3 separate regions of the Mus musculus genome follow, and all the other regions are linked to region 1. A link is a contact called in public promoter capture Hi-C data. All regions are on one chromosome and are shown on one strand. The core of a region is the stretch at or near the end of the contact, and the rest is flanking DNA. Distances in the headings are between cores, read along the strand shown. Region 1 holds the start of Pxdn (peroxidasin). Region 2 holds the start of Alkal2 (ALK and LTK ligand 2). Region 3 holds the start of Sh3yl1 (Sh3 domain YSC-like 1).

Evidence for each region. Promoter capture Hi-C pulls out the DNA fragments that hold promoters and counts their contacts.
Region 2: a promoter capture Hi-C map of hippocampal neurons shows a contact between it and region 1, with 2.1 times the contacts expected there. The contact joins the promoter of Alkal2 here to the promoter of Pxdn in region 1. A contact is called at or near these places in 6 of 39 promoter capture datasets (the 3T3-L1 cell line, cranial neural crest, frontonasal cranial neural crest and 3 more), 2 of 484 Hi-C or Micro-C datasets (cerebellum and cerebral cortex), 1 of 115 datasets of contacts at active chromatin or transcription factors (astrocytes) and 1 of 9 other capture datasets (embryonic stem cells).
Region 3: a promoter capture Hi-C map of trophoblast stem cells shows a contact between it and region 1, with 2.7 times the contacts expected there. The contact joins the promoter of Sh3yl1 here to the promoter of Pxdn in region 1. A contact is called at or near these places in 1 of 39 promoter capture datasets (trophoblast stem cells), 1 of 484 Hi-C or Micro-C datasets (extraembryonic endoderm stem cells) and 3 of 115 datasets of contacts at active chromatin or transcription factors (astrocytes, extraembryonic endoderm stem cells and stem cell-derived neural progenitor cells).

What each region holds. Positions count from the first base shown.
Region 1 is chr12:29,936,308-29,940,037 of GRCm38.p6, forward strand. Pxdn (peroxidasin) reads left to right here and starts at 1,729. Exons shown (of 23, transcript NM_181395.2): 1 at 1,729-2,017. The coding sequence starts at 1,827. Gm31939 (a long non-coding RNA gene) reads right to left here and starts at 1,680. Exons shown (of 4, transcript XR_001780596.2): 1 at 127-1,680.
Region 2 is chr12:30,883,003-30,886,651 of GRCm38.p6, forward strand. Alkal2 (ALK and LTK ligand 2) reads left to right here and starts at 1,322. Exons shown (of 5, transcript NM_001159743.2): 1 at 1,322-2,037. The coding sequence starts at 1,782.
Region 3 is chr12:30,910,330-30,914,141 of GRCm38.p6, forward strand. It overlaps Sh3yl1 (Sh3 domain YSC-like 1), which reads left to right and starts at 1,340. Exons shown (of 10, transcript NM_013709.5): 1 at 1,340-1,898. The coding sequence starts at 1,898. Acp1 (acid phosphatase 1, soluble) reads right to left here and starts at 1,283. Exons shown (of 6, transcript NM_021330.4): 1 at 1,161-1,283. The coding sequence starts at 1,203.

The DNA.
Region 1 (3,730 bases), core at 479-2,978:
ACTGGACAGGGTCCATCGGGCTCCTGACTTGTACTAACTGCAGCAGATAGGAGTCTGGTTTCTATCACAGTACACGGGCTTGACTGTTCCATCTTGCCCTGTGCTCATCTCGGCTGCAATACATACCTGGGAATTCTGCCCTCATGGAAACTTAGATCTGCTTCTGCAGGAGCTCCAGGCAGTGAAGGTCTGTTCTGCTGGGGTGGGCAGCCTCTCAGGAGGCTTTGGGGTTGAACGATTCTTACTCTCAGGAGTGTGGCCTGGAAAGTGATAGCATGCTGGCAGTTTAGCAGGAAGGCCTGAATCCCGATCTCTCTCTGGAATACATGCTGCAGGTGGTCGGAGGTATTCCAGTCATGGAGAGATCCCAGTGACTAGGAACTGGAGCCTCCTCCAACAGCCTCCAGTTCCCCCACCGTACAGCCTGGCACAGTGCATCGGAAGTCTCCTGACAGTGCCTGAGTGTGACCCCATCCCTGGGCAGTACCCTGATGCCCAAGTCAGAGTGGAAACACAGTAGTTTGCAGGTCAAGATACATCTGGTGTCTTGTTTTTTTTTTTTTTCAATAAAGTAACAAAACACGGAGGGAAAACTTAAGAGAGAAAGATCTGTGTTGGCTCAGAGTTTCAGAGATTTCAGTCTGCCTGTCCAGAAAGGCCTGGCAGAACTGGGTAACTCCCTTTACATAGCCAGAAATCACAGAAGGAACACCTGGGCTGTTGGACTTTCCTCTCCATCTATCCTATTACACTGCCAACCTATGGGTGTCATTCTGGTTCTTAGTAGGTCTTCTCCTTTTAGGTAACTTTCTATAAATTCCCCCAGAGTTGAGTTTTATACTCTCCTAGGTGCTCAGTCCAATCAAGTTGAGAATCAGGATCAACTGTCACACCTGGGCTCCAGTTCCAAACCTCACATTTAAGACCTCTGCTCCCTTGGTTGTATTGCCTAACCTGGCCTTCCTGGCTGAAGAATGGAGAGACTGGAACCCCAGGGAGAATCAGAGAACTGTATAAAGTGTCAGCATTCAATCTTGCAGAGTACACTCTGATGTTAACCTCAGGGCTTCCCTTGTCTTAACGCTGTCCACGCAAAAGCCATCCCATCTTCCCCACAAGGGTTCCTCATTGGCGGTGAATGTTGGAGACCTCAGGAATCTCTCGCTAGGGAGCTTCTATTTCTGCAGCACAGCCTTCCCACAAGCTGTGCACTGGGGGGTGGGGAGGTTGCTGTGCCTCAGTTTCTCAAGTAGGAACGAGGAAAACTAGAGATAGATGTTTTGTGTGGGAACAGTGGTGGGCACGGAGGCAAAAGAGGCAGTGCCGCGAAAGCTCACTTCCTAGAACACAACAAAATTTGTAAGTATTCAAAAAAGGTATTACTAGCAACAAAACCCTTGGATACAGGGAGAAAGGATGATAAAGGGATGTGGGGTAACTTTGTTGTGGTACTGCAGTTTTAAAAGCAGAATCAGGGATCCAATCTCTGTCCCAAGCGACACCTCTGCACCTCTAGGAGCCCCCCACAGTGGAGTCTGTGTGCACTGGTCCTGCAGTCCAAGGAGGCCCTGCTGCACCTCCGAGAAGGGTCGCTAGGTTCAGACACCAAGGCCCTGGTGATTGCCCAGCCCCCGCCCTCTGCGAAGCTAAGAGGGGGCGGAGCCACGCGCATGTGCACAGCTGGCGCCCCCCTCCCCGCCCCCCGCGCACAGCTGGGACGTGGGCCGGGGACCGGAGGGCTCAGTTGGGAGCCGGCGGTGGACGCGCCCGCCGAGGCCTCCTCCGCTGCTGTTCACGCGTGCCAGCTCCTGTCCGCGCCATCTGCCATGGCCGTGCGCCCCACGCGCCGCTGCCTGCTGGCGCTCCTGCTGTGCTTTGCCTGGTGGGCCATGGCGGTGGTCGCCTCGAAGCAAGGGGCAGGCTGTCCAAGCCGCTGCCTGTGTTTCCGTACCACCGTGCGCTGCATGCATCTGTTGCTGGAGGCCGTGCCCGCCGTGGCGCCGCAGACCTCCATCCTGTGAGTGCGGCCCGGAGGGCGCTGGGGTCTGCGGGACGTGCGATTCAGGGGGATCGAGGGGCGTGGGTATCTTGGGGGGCAGGGGTACTGGTTTGGAGAGGTGGGCTACCCCGGCGTCCGGCGCAGGGTGTGCTGGGCCTTTTGTCCGTCCTGGCTAGGACGCCAGGGGCGGACCTGAGCGCTTAGCGCGCGGCCTGGGGAGCCGCCTTTGTTCAAACTCGGAATCTCCCGCTGGACCGGGAAGTAGTAGGGAGTCGCCAGGGAAAGCCCCGCGCGTCTCTCGAGCCCTCCCCGCCTGGCCTTCCCTCCGGTGTCTTCTCAACTTTCTCTCCACTCGGGGTTCCTCTCCCTCTCTCTTCTCTAAAGCGCAGGCCTGGGGTTGGGTCGTCCCTCCTCCGACCCCTTCTTTCTCCATCAGTGTACCTGCCCCCCTTTCTCCTCCTTCTGGAAGGATGCCCACCCCACATCACCCTGCGCCAAGGAAACCTCTTGCAGATTCTGGGTCCCGCGGCGCCACAGCGCCAAGTGTACTCCCATCGGCTTCTGCGCTGGAGCCTTCAAGTTCGCTGGGTGTCCTGAGGACTCTGTTGGGCGCAGCCCTTGTAAGGAGCTTTTTCTTTGCTTGGAAGAAGCTTGGCGTTCCAGGTGCCATGGAGGGCCCACCATCGTGCGGGTGGCCAAGTTCTGAGCAGCTCTGGGACTCTCCTCTTGCTGTTTCTACTCAGTTGGTCAGTTTCGCAGACGTCCTCCACTTCCTGGCTTTTTCACCTGGAGTTGTGCTTTGCGCCTTCACCGAAAGCCCCCAGATCTGAAGGAATCCCAGTGCTGCAGAGTTGGCTGCAGGCCTCTGTGTGTTCTGAGATTTGGTTCTGTGAAGGAAGGCATGCGTTTAGGGGCCAACTGTAATTCAGGGTCCTGCAGCTGCACTTCTGCATTCCAAAAAGAGTTTTCACTTTTTTGTGGCTGGGCTGGAGGACTTTGGCATCTCTGAGGATGCCTGCGAAAGTTATAAAAATCTGAGGGAACTATTCAAGGAGTGGGCGGTCGGTCAGGGCTCTCACTTCTAAAAGTGCATGGGTGTCCTACTTCCTCTGGGGGAGATTGTGCGGGCCGCACGCGGCCAGTCTGGGGTGGGAATGCCTAGCCTAGTCCTCTAGAGAGCTAAATAAGGCTTCCATTCCAGAGGGTGTGGATGGTCAGCCAAGGCTGCATCTGAGAGGACAGACAGTGTGCTTTAAACCAATAAACTTTTTAAACTGGGCCAGAGTGGAACGTCTCCAAATACAGAGAATTTCTGTAGTGACTCAATGGCCAAAACTTGGACCCTAGAGTCATTTCTCACATCTGGGCAAAGTCAGATTCTCAGACTGTTCCCAATTCTTAGTTGCTTTCTGCAGCAGTGTTTTTACATGAGTGCTGTAGAACCCAGCAGGAGTCCCCCCACTCTGCCTTGTATGCTACCATGCCACATAAAAATTTAGTGTGTGTGTGGAGGGGTGGGGGGGCGGGGGCAAGCTTAGTGGTTAAAGAGGTCTGCAGCAAAGCTTGACAACCTGAGTCTTAAGGCCCACATGGTGGAAAGAGAGACCTGACTCCTGCCTGCAAATTGCCCTCTGACTTCCAGATGCATGCCACATGCCCCTCCCTCCCTCCTTCCTCCCCTCCCTCATATACAGGAATAAACTTTTTAAAAAGTAATTTAAAAAATTAAAT
Region 2 (3,649 bases), core at 72-2,571, 950 kb after region 1:
CCCTTCTTACAGGGATAGAGAAAAGGAGGGAAGGAGAAGTATCCCATCTTATCTGCTTGAGATCTGTTTCTCAGGAAATCTTCCTTCGTCTTGCAATGCATTTCATCAGGATCCTATGTCTTTCAACTATATTGCATGCAACAAAACTAAATAAACTGGGGGGGGGAGCCCTAAACTAAAGCTAAAACAAACAAACAAACAAAAAACCCAAATTTGAAAATCAAATTGTTAGGGTCTCCCATAGCTCGTGGTCCCACTCTACCAGGCACTTGATCTGCTAGGGAAAGAAAACCAGTGAAAGGAGGGAGAAGGTGGTGGAGAGGGGAAATGGAGTTAGAAGTCAAGAACCGTGCAGAGCAGGGGCTGGCACACAGTGATCCCTTGCTCACCCTTGGCCAGTGCAGGTGCGCACCTGTAAGGCACTGCATCTTCGCAGCAGCCTGAGCAACTGCGGGTTAAAGATCAAGGCTTTTAATGCTTGCCTTCTCCCTTTCCGATGCTGTACTAAGAACACCTTTCCCCGATGTGATCGCCGACTTGGAGGACTTCCAGCTCCTGCCCAGAAAGCACCAATGAAATGGGAAACTGTGCAGTTGGTAATACTTATCACAAGAGGGAAAAAAAAAAAATCAGGCAAGTAAATTGCTGAGCCCTTGCAAATGTGCCTGGCTATTTCCAAAAGATCAAACTTTCTTAAAGATGCAGCTTTGAGTGGCAAGAGCTCTGGAGCCAACCAGGCCCCGGGTCCAGCGTGGTACAGCAGTGTCACTGCTCTAAGAACCTTCGTAGGCTGCTTGGGTCCCTCCAAGTGAGGGGCTTTCTGCAGGGCGCTCCTGCTCCCATCATCCTCTTCAGAACCAGAAACCTGCCTGTATTCAGCAGAACCCTTCTTCAGAAAGTCCAGACTCTAGATGACACTCAATGTTGAGGCAATCAAGCAGCTCCTTTTAAATAGCCCAAGATCTACATTTAGACAAAAACAGATCCCAGTTCCCGGTAAAGGCGTTTCTGCTCATCCTGTCACTTGTGACAGGAACGGAGGGAAACAGACTGCGGGAGAGGGAGACAGGAGAGGCAGAGGAAGGACAAGAGAGGGGGAGACCAGACGCGGGTGGAGACGTGAGGGAGGGGCGGAGACTGAAGACTGGGCCTGGAGGGGACAGGGGAGGGGATGAGAGAGCGAGAGGCGGAGGGGCCTGACGAATATCCGCGCCCCAGAGCGGCGCTCCGTGGTTCTAATTAAAGCGGCGCTCGGAACCCGGGGGACCCGCCTGACGTCGGCGGCCGCGGGAATAAGAAGCGCCCGAGGACAGCGGGACTCGGAGCAGCAGGGTGAGCGCTGTCCCCGTAGGAGCTGCGCGTCCTGTGTCCCTGCGCTGGACAAGTGGGGCTGGAGCTCATCAAGTAGTGTCGGGACTGGGGGACCGAGGAGCGCGGCAGACGCGGGACCTCTGGTGATCAGGTGCCCGAGGACGACGCGGGATCCACGGCGTGGGCGCAGGTGCCCGAGGGCAGTGCGGGGCCCACCGCTGGCAGGTGCCCGGACCTCTCAAGTCCAGGGCTGCCCATCTGCTCCGCGGCTCCGGACCTCGGCAGCCCCCGGGGCGTCACCTGTGGCCTCGCATCTCAAAGAGGTGTCCAAAGACCCCGCGCGCCGTCCCCGCTGTGAAAGAAAGTTGTGCGGCGGGCTCAGGCTGCGCCTGGACTCCGCGTGCGGGAAACTTGGGCGCCGGCTGCTGGGGCGGCGGGTCCCAAGACCCGCGACACAGGCCACCAGGGCCATGCGCGTGTCCGGGCGCCCGATGCTCCTTGCGCTGCTGCTACTGCTGAGCACGGTGGGGGACCGGGGACGAGCGCAGTCCAGGGGGCCTGCAGACCGGCAAACGCTGCTGAGGTTGCTAGTTGAGCTGGTCCAGGAGCTGAAGAAATTCCACATAGGAGACTCCAAGAGGTTGCAGCTCCTTGGCGAGTCCGACTTTGCCCTGGGCCGCAGAGAGGCCACGGATTATGGGGCAGACCAAGAGGAGCAGAGAGTGGGTGAGTGTTCCTCGGTGTAGAACTGGTGGAGGGCTTAGAGTGGGTGAGAATCCAGCAGTGTAGACCATAATATGAAAGAGAGTAAGGGGCGGGGGGTTCTGGCAGCGTAGATTTTGAAAGGCAGAAAGTCTCAAGAGGTGAGTATCTGGCAGCGTAGACTGTGGGGTCAGAGTGTAGAAGAGGGAGCCGTAGCAGTGTGTATCTGAGGAACAGAGTGGAGGAGTGTCCCGCAGCAGTGTAGACCACAAAGTACAGAAAGTTAATAAAATTGAGCTGTGGCAAGAATGGACCAGTGGAAAGTGGATGAGGATCCGGGCAGTGTAGACTATGAGGAACAGAAAGTGAGTATCCCAACAGTGTAGATCTGAGGGGGAGAGAGTTGGTAATTGGTGGGTGTCCAACAGTGCCAACCTACAAGGTAGAGAGTGAATGAGGGCCAAGGCTTTGGACCACGAGGACTGGAAGGGGTGGGGTCCTGAACACGTAAACAGAATTGATGAGACTGAGTCTTGACATATGGACCTGAGAAACCAAGGATGTTTGATTGCCCAGCAATATGACCTGAAGAGTGAGTGGGGTCCTGTCACTGTGGGCCCCAAAAGAGTTCTAGCCACACTGTGTACTGAGGAGCAAAAGTGGGTCTTGACAATATGGATGGAAGGGCTAACTTCCGTGTCTGAAAGACATATTAATATTTTTAAGAACTGCTTCTCAGAAACACAGGTTTAAAGATAAATCAACTTTAAATTTTAACAGGGTTTGTGTGTGTGTGTGTGTGTGTGTGTGTGTGTGTGTGTGTGAGAGAGAGAGAGAGAGAGAGAGAGAGAGAGAGAGAGAGAGAGAGAGAGTTCATTTTGTTTTGTTTTTTGCTTGTTTCTCAAGAAAAAAACTGGCAGGAACAAGAAACTGTGTGTGAGCCTCTCAGATAGCAATCCTAATCCACTTCCAAGATGTGCTAGTGCACAGTTCAGGACACTCTGCTCTTTGCAGGGGAGGCTTCCCAGTCCACCATTTCCAGCAGAGGCAGAAATGGCCAGCGCTTCCCTGATGGAGCCCTTCCCGGAGTGGCCCGTGGGAATTTCTCAGGGAAGCATACAAGCTTTTAATGCTTTCATGACACAATTAGGTCAAATATGATAGGGTCACTTTTGTGTAAACTGACTCAAATAAGGAGTGCACGAAGAAAGGCCTTGGGGAGTAGTCTCCATGTCCCTCGTGGAAGACTCGATGCCAGTGTCTCTCTTCAGCTATTGGGAAAGCGGAGAACAATATTTCTGGTAAAATGAAATGTGACATTACACAATCACAGAGAATCTACTTGCCTCATGTGGGTCAGAGACATAGAAATGATTGAAGAGGCTGAGAAATGAAGCAAAAACAATATCTAAACTCAGAAAAAGAAATCAGGGAACCAATGCTGGAGACCAGGTGCCCACTAAAAGCATGACTATGAAATGATGTGTGAAAACCTTTCTTTAGGTCCCCTCCTTTGCCTTATAAACCAAGGCGATGTATATTCCCATCTGTTCCCACCAGCCTATCAGAAAGCCCTAAAGAAATTTGATCCTTAAAACATTACCTACAATGTATATTGTTCAGTGACACATTTGGG
Region 3 (3,812 bases), core at 90-2,589, 970 kb after region 1:
TTTTTCACATGGCATGAGTAATTGTCCTAGGGACTGAAAACCAAGGTTTCAGAGAGACCTAAAGAAAAGAGACTGGCTGAGAACCATAGCAACTGTGACCCAAGGATGACATCAAACAAACCTGTCACAGAATGGTCTTCCTGTAACCTAGGCTCACGTTGGCACAATGGGGAACAGGGGTGGGGGTGGGGGTTTCCGGCAAGAACTCCAGCTGTTCTAATAGAAGGGGCCAGCTTAGAGAGTCACACTACAGATATGAAGCCACCTGGGCCAGTTAGCAGGTGAGAGGGTTCAAAGGAAGAAAAGCAAGTTAGGTGACGGACAAGAGCATGAGGGAATAACAGGGATGATGATTAATCGTCATCGAGACCTTAACTGATTAGAAAAAGACAACTCTCAGGACGTCGGTGATGGCTTATCCCCCGAGGATGTGATCATAAGGGCACTGACCTAGTCAATGGTTTAACCCAGTAGATTCAAAATATGAGGAAATGACTGGAGGTAATGAAAGATACAAGTGTGGCTGAGCAGAAGAAAATACATCCCGATGCGTGCTCTTGGGGCTAACGCTTGTCTTGCTCTCTACTCTCCCCTTCTGTGATTCCCGTCCACAGGAGCAAATAGTCCCTGACTCATGCTCTGGCCACCTTGAAGGACCATGATGCCTTGCCTCACCACAAGCCCAGAATCTACAACCATTCAAAAGGGGCCTGAACCTCTGAAACTGAGTCAAAACAAATCTGTTCTCCCTAAAGTTGTTTTGGTTGGATATTTTTCAGCACAGAGATTTGGAAGTAACTGCCAAAGCAGATGATGGGCGACTCTCAGACTTAAAAGAGGAGGAGCAAGTGAGAGGGGTCTACGGGCTTGAGAGAGAGAACTCGCACAAAGATTTGTGGTTGAAGGGCACTCGGAAGGGTGACATGGGCTTTGGAAGGGCATAATCTGGGACAAAAATTACACAGATCTCGGGCTCAGAGGAGTACCAGATGATGGGGGATGCATATGAAAAAGGCAGACAAACGAGTATGTGCTCAGACGCGGGCCCAGCCAAGGCCTTCTGATCTGCTTCCTCCGCCCAGCGCTCTTGTTCGGAAGCCTAACAGGGAGAGCACTTCAGGGTCCCAAAGAAAAAGACCCTTAAGTCGGCGAGTCCTTACCGAGACACACGAACAGCACTGACTTGGACCCAACCTCTGCCATGTTTCGGTGCAGACCCTGGCGCCCAGAAACCGCGTCGGGACGAGGCGCATGCGCACTGCCAGGGTTCTGACCGTGGACATGCGCAGTCCGCCGCCCCACGTTCGTACGCGGCCAGAGGCGGGGCCAGAAGTCGCCTAGAGGGCGGGGCTTAGGCGTTCGGGTTGGCAGCCCGGGCTAGCGTTCACTCTGAGCTCTGCCCAGGTCGCACGTCTAAGGAGTGAGGGCGGGGTGAACGCGGGGCGACCCCCAGAGCAGCTTGGGTGGCACGGTGTTGAGCAGGGAGGATTAGGATGTGCCAGGGCAGCCAATGAACTCAAGGATAGCGGCTTGCAGAGCCTCCTAGGGTGGCTCCTCCGATCGGAGCTACCCGCCCTTCCAAGCTAAGTTACCCCTTTGGACCACCGACCCCAGGCCGGGCCACGGTACTTAGCAGTGGGTTTCCCCGATTAAGAAGAGGGGGTGATTTACAAGGCTTCAAAGGAATGAGGCGGGTGGACGCAGATGAGCTACGTTCTGAGCAAGGGTATAGGACCAGTGATCGCTTTGGCAAAAACAGGGCATACACCTATTCCCTTACCTGGGTCAGGTGTGCGCCCGCTGGGCGGGTCCCGTCAGGGAGGCGGACCAAGGAGAACGCTTTCCTCTTCCTGGACTGGAGTGAGGAGCTCGGGTACCGAGAGGAGCGGCAGGCACCAGTGAGTAAGGGTCTGAGCGGCTGGGGCGTGTCGGCACCGCGGCAACTCTTCCTCTTGCGATGGGCGTTGTGAAAGAGGAGAGAAAACAGTCAAGTCCCTGGGTTTGTCTGGGCGCATCCACCAAGATCATACTGCACGGATCCTTTTGTAAATCCTCAGAACTCAAGATTAGTTTTCTACACTCCTGGCTAAAGGTTTTGGTTGATTGTTAACCACAGTCGTTCCGCTTCATTGCAGAAAAAAAATTTTTTTTCCTCCAGCATTTCCAGTTTTGAAGACAGACTTTCATTTTGTTATTTTTCCCCTAATATCTGATGTTTTACCATCTTCTGGTTTCAAATTGTTTTGAGAATTGGCATCCTGTGTACTTGACACAGATGAAGGAGGTGCAGATTGGGGGTTGTGTAGGGCCTTTGTGGGAATGTGATCTCTGGGAAAGGATAGTCCCTAGGGGAGGGGCTCACATGCGTTTGGGACTTCCAGAGGTAGAGGTGTCAGGACTTTGACACAGTGTCTTTGGTTCTGCGATACTTTACAAAGGGGTGGTGTGGAGGGTAATTTGATTGCTGCATCTCTAGTATATAGTGCCTGTATGGTTTTTTTTGTTTGGTTTGGTTATTGTTTTGTTTTGTTTGTTTTGTTTTCTTTTAGTGCTCTGAACAATAGGAATAGGTAACAATAGGAAGCAGGTTTCTCCCCTGGCAAAATGTGCCGGCTTCTTTTCAACAGATGTTACTACTGCCCTGCCAAGGCAGACCAGGGAAGAAAGACTTGAAGTAACCACCTCCATGGAGGAATGCCCTGGCCTGGGGCAGAAGCCTTGCCCTGTTCTGTGTTTACCAAGTGAACAGGTTCTGTATTCCTGCTGGCCCAGGTATTTTCCTTGAGATATGAGGAAATGTTTCGATTACTAATGAGTTAGTTCACTTGTACACAAAGTTTAGAGAATAACACGGCTGGGTTGAAGGTGCTGTTTTATTCTGCTCTGTGGCCTGTTATTGAAATACCATAGTAGCATCTGGTTGTTTGTAAATTGCTATGTTGGAGGTTAAAATAGACTAAGTGATAACATTCATCCTGTTTGTTGCATCTTAACTAAGGAGAATTGGTTATTGGCTCACTGTGTTCAATGTCTGTGAAATAAGTCAATATTACCTTGGTTTTTGTTTTTTCTCTTTTTTACCTTTCAAAGAAAATTAGCTTTAAAACTCTGGTTACATTTACTCTGGTTTTTTTTAATTGATACATTGTGACTAAGAGTCCTTGTCCATTCACTCATTTGCAGGTGGTATTGTGAAGTGCAGGACTCTACCATAACATTCACTTATCCCCCCCCCTTTTTTTTTAACTGACATGCACAAAGCATGCATCTGTGATCTTTTCCTATCCCAACATTTCCCTCAATTTCTCTGGGAAGCAGATACAAAGCAAAGATTTTTTTCTGCCCTTTGCTTCCAGTTCTTTGTCCCCATCCAAAGCCTTGGGGAGATGGGGGGGACAGTGGGGTTCACATGGATAATTTGGTTGTAAATTTTGCTTAAGGAGATTAATGGTCTAGCTAGGAACATGGACTGCGACTTATGGATATGACAAACTTGGTCTCCCTACAACAAAGTAAGTAGTCAAAGCTCAAGCCCCAGAAAGACTACAGTGATCTAGAAACAAAGGCAGGAGGTGTCAACAGCGTGTTTAACGGTGAGCATCTCAAGAAAGACAGCATCTCAGAGCCTCCTGAGAGACTTAACCTTTGGGCAGAGGCAAGGCAGGCAGGGATGGTAAGGTTTTATCAACTATTCTAAAAACAGTATTAACTTAGTTGTGTTCTTATTTCTTTGATCTCTAATGGAATTTTTATCAAATTAGCAAATTAACCCATGTAAATTAAAATTTGAGGACATGGTTTAACACAGAATG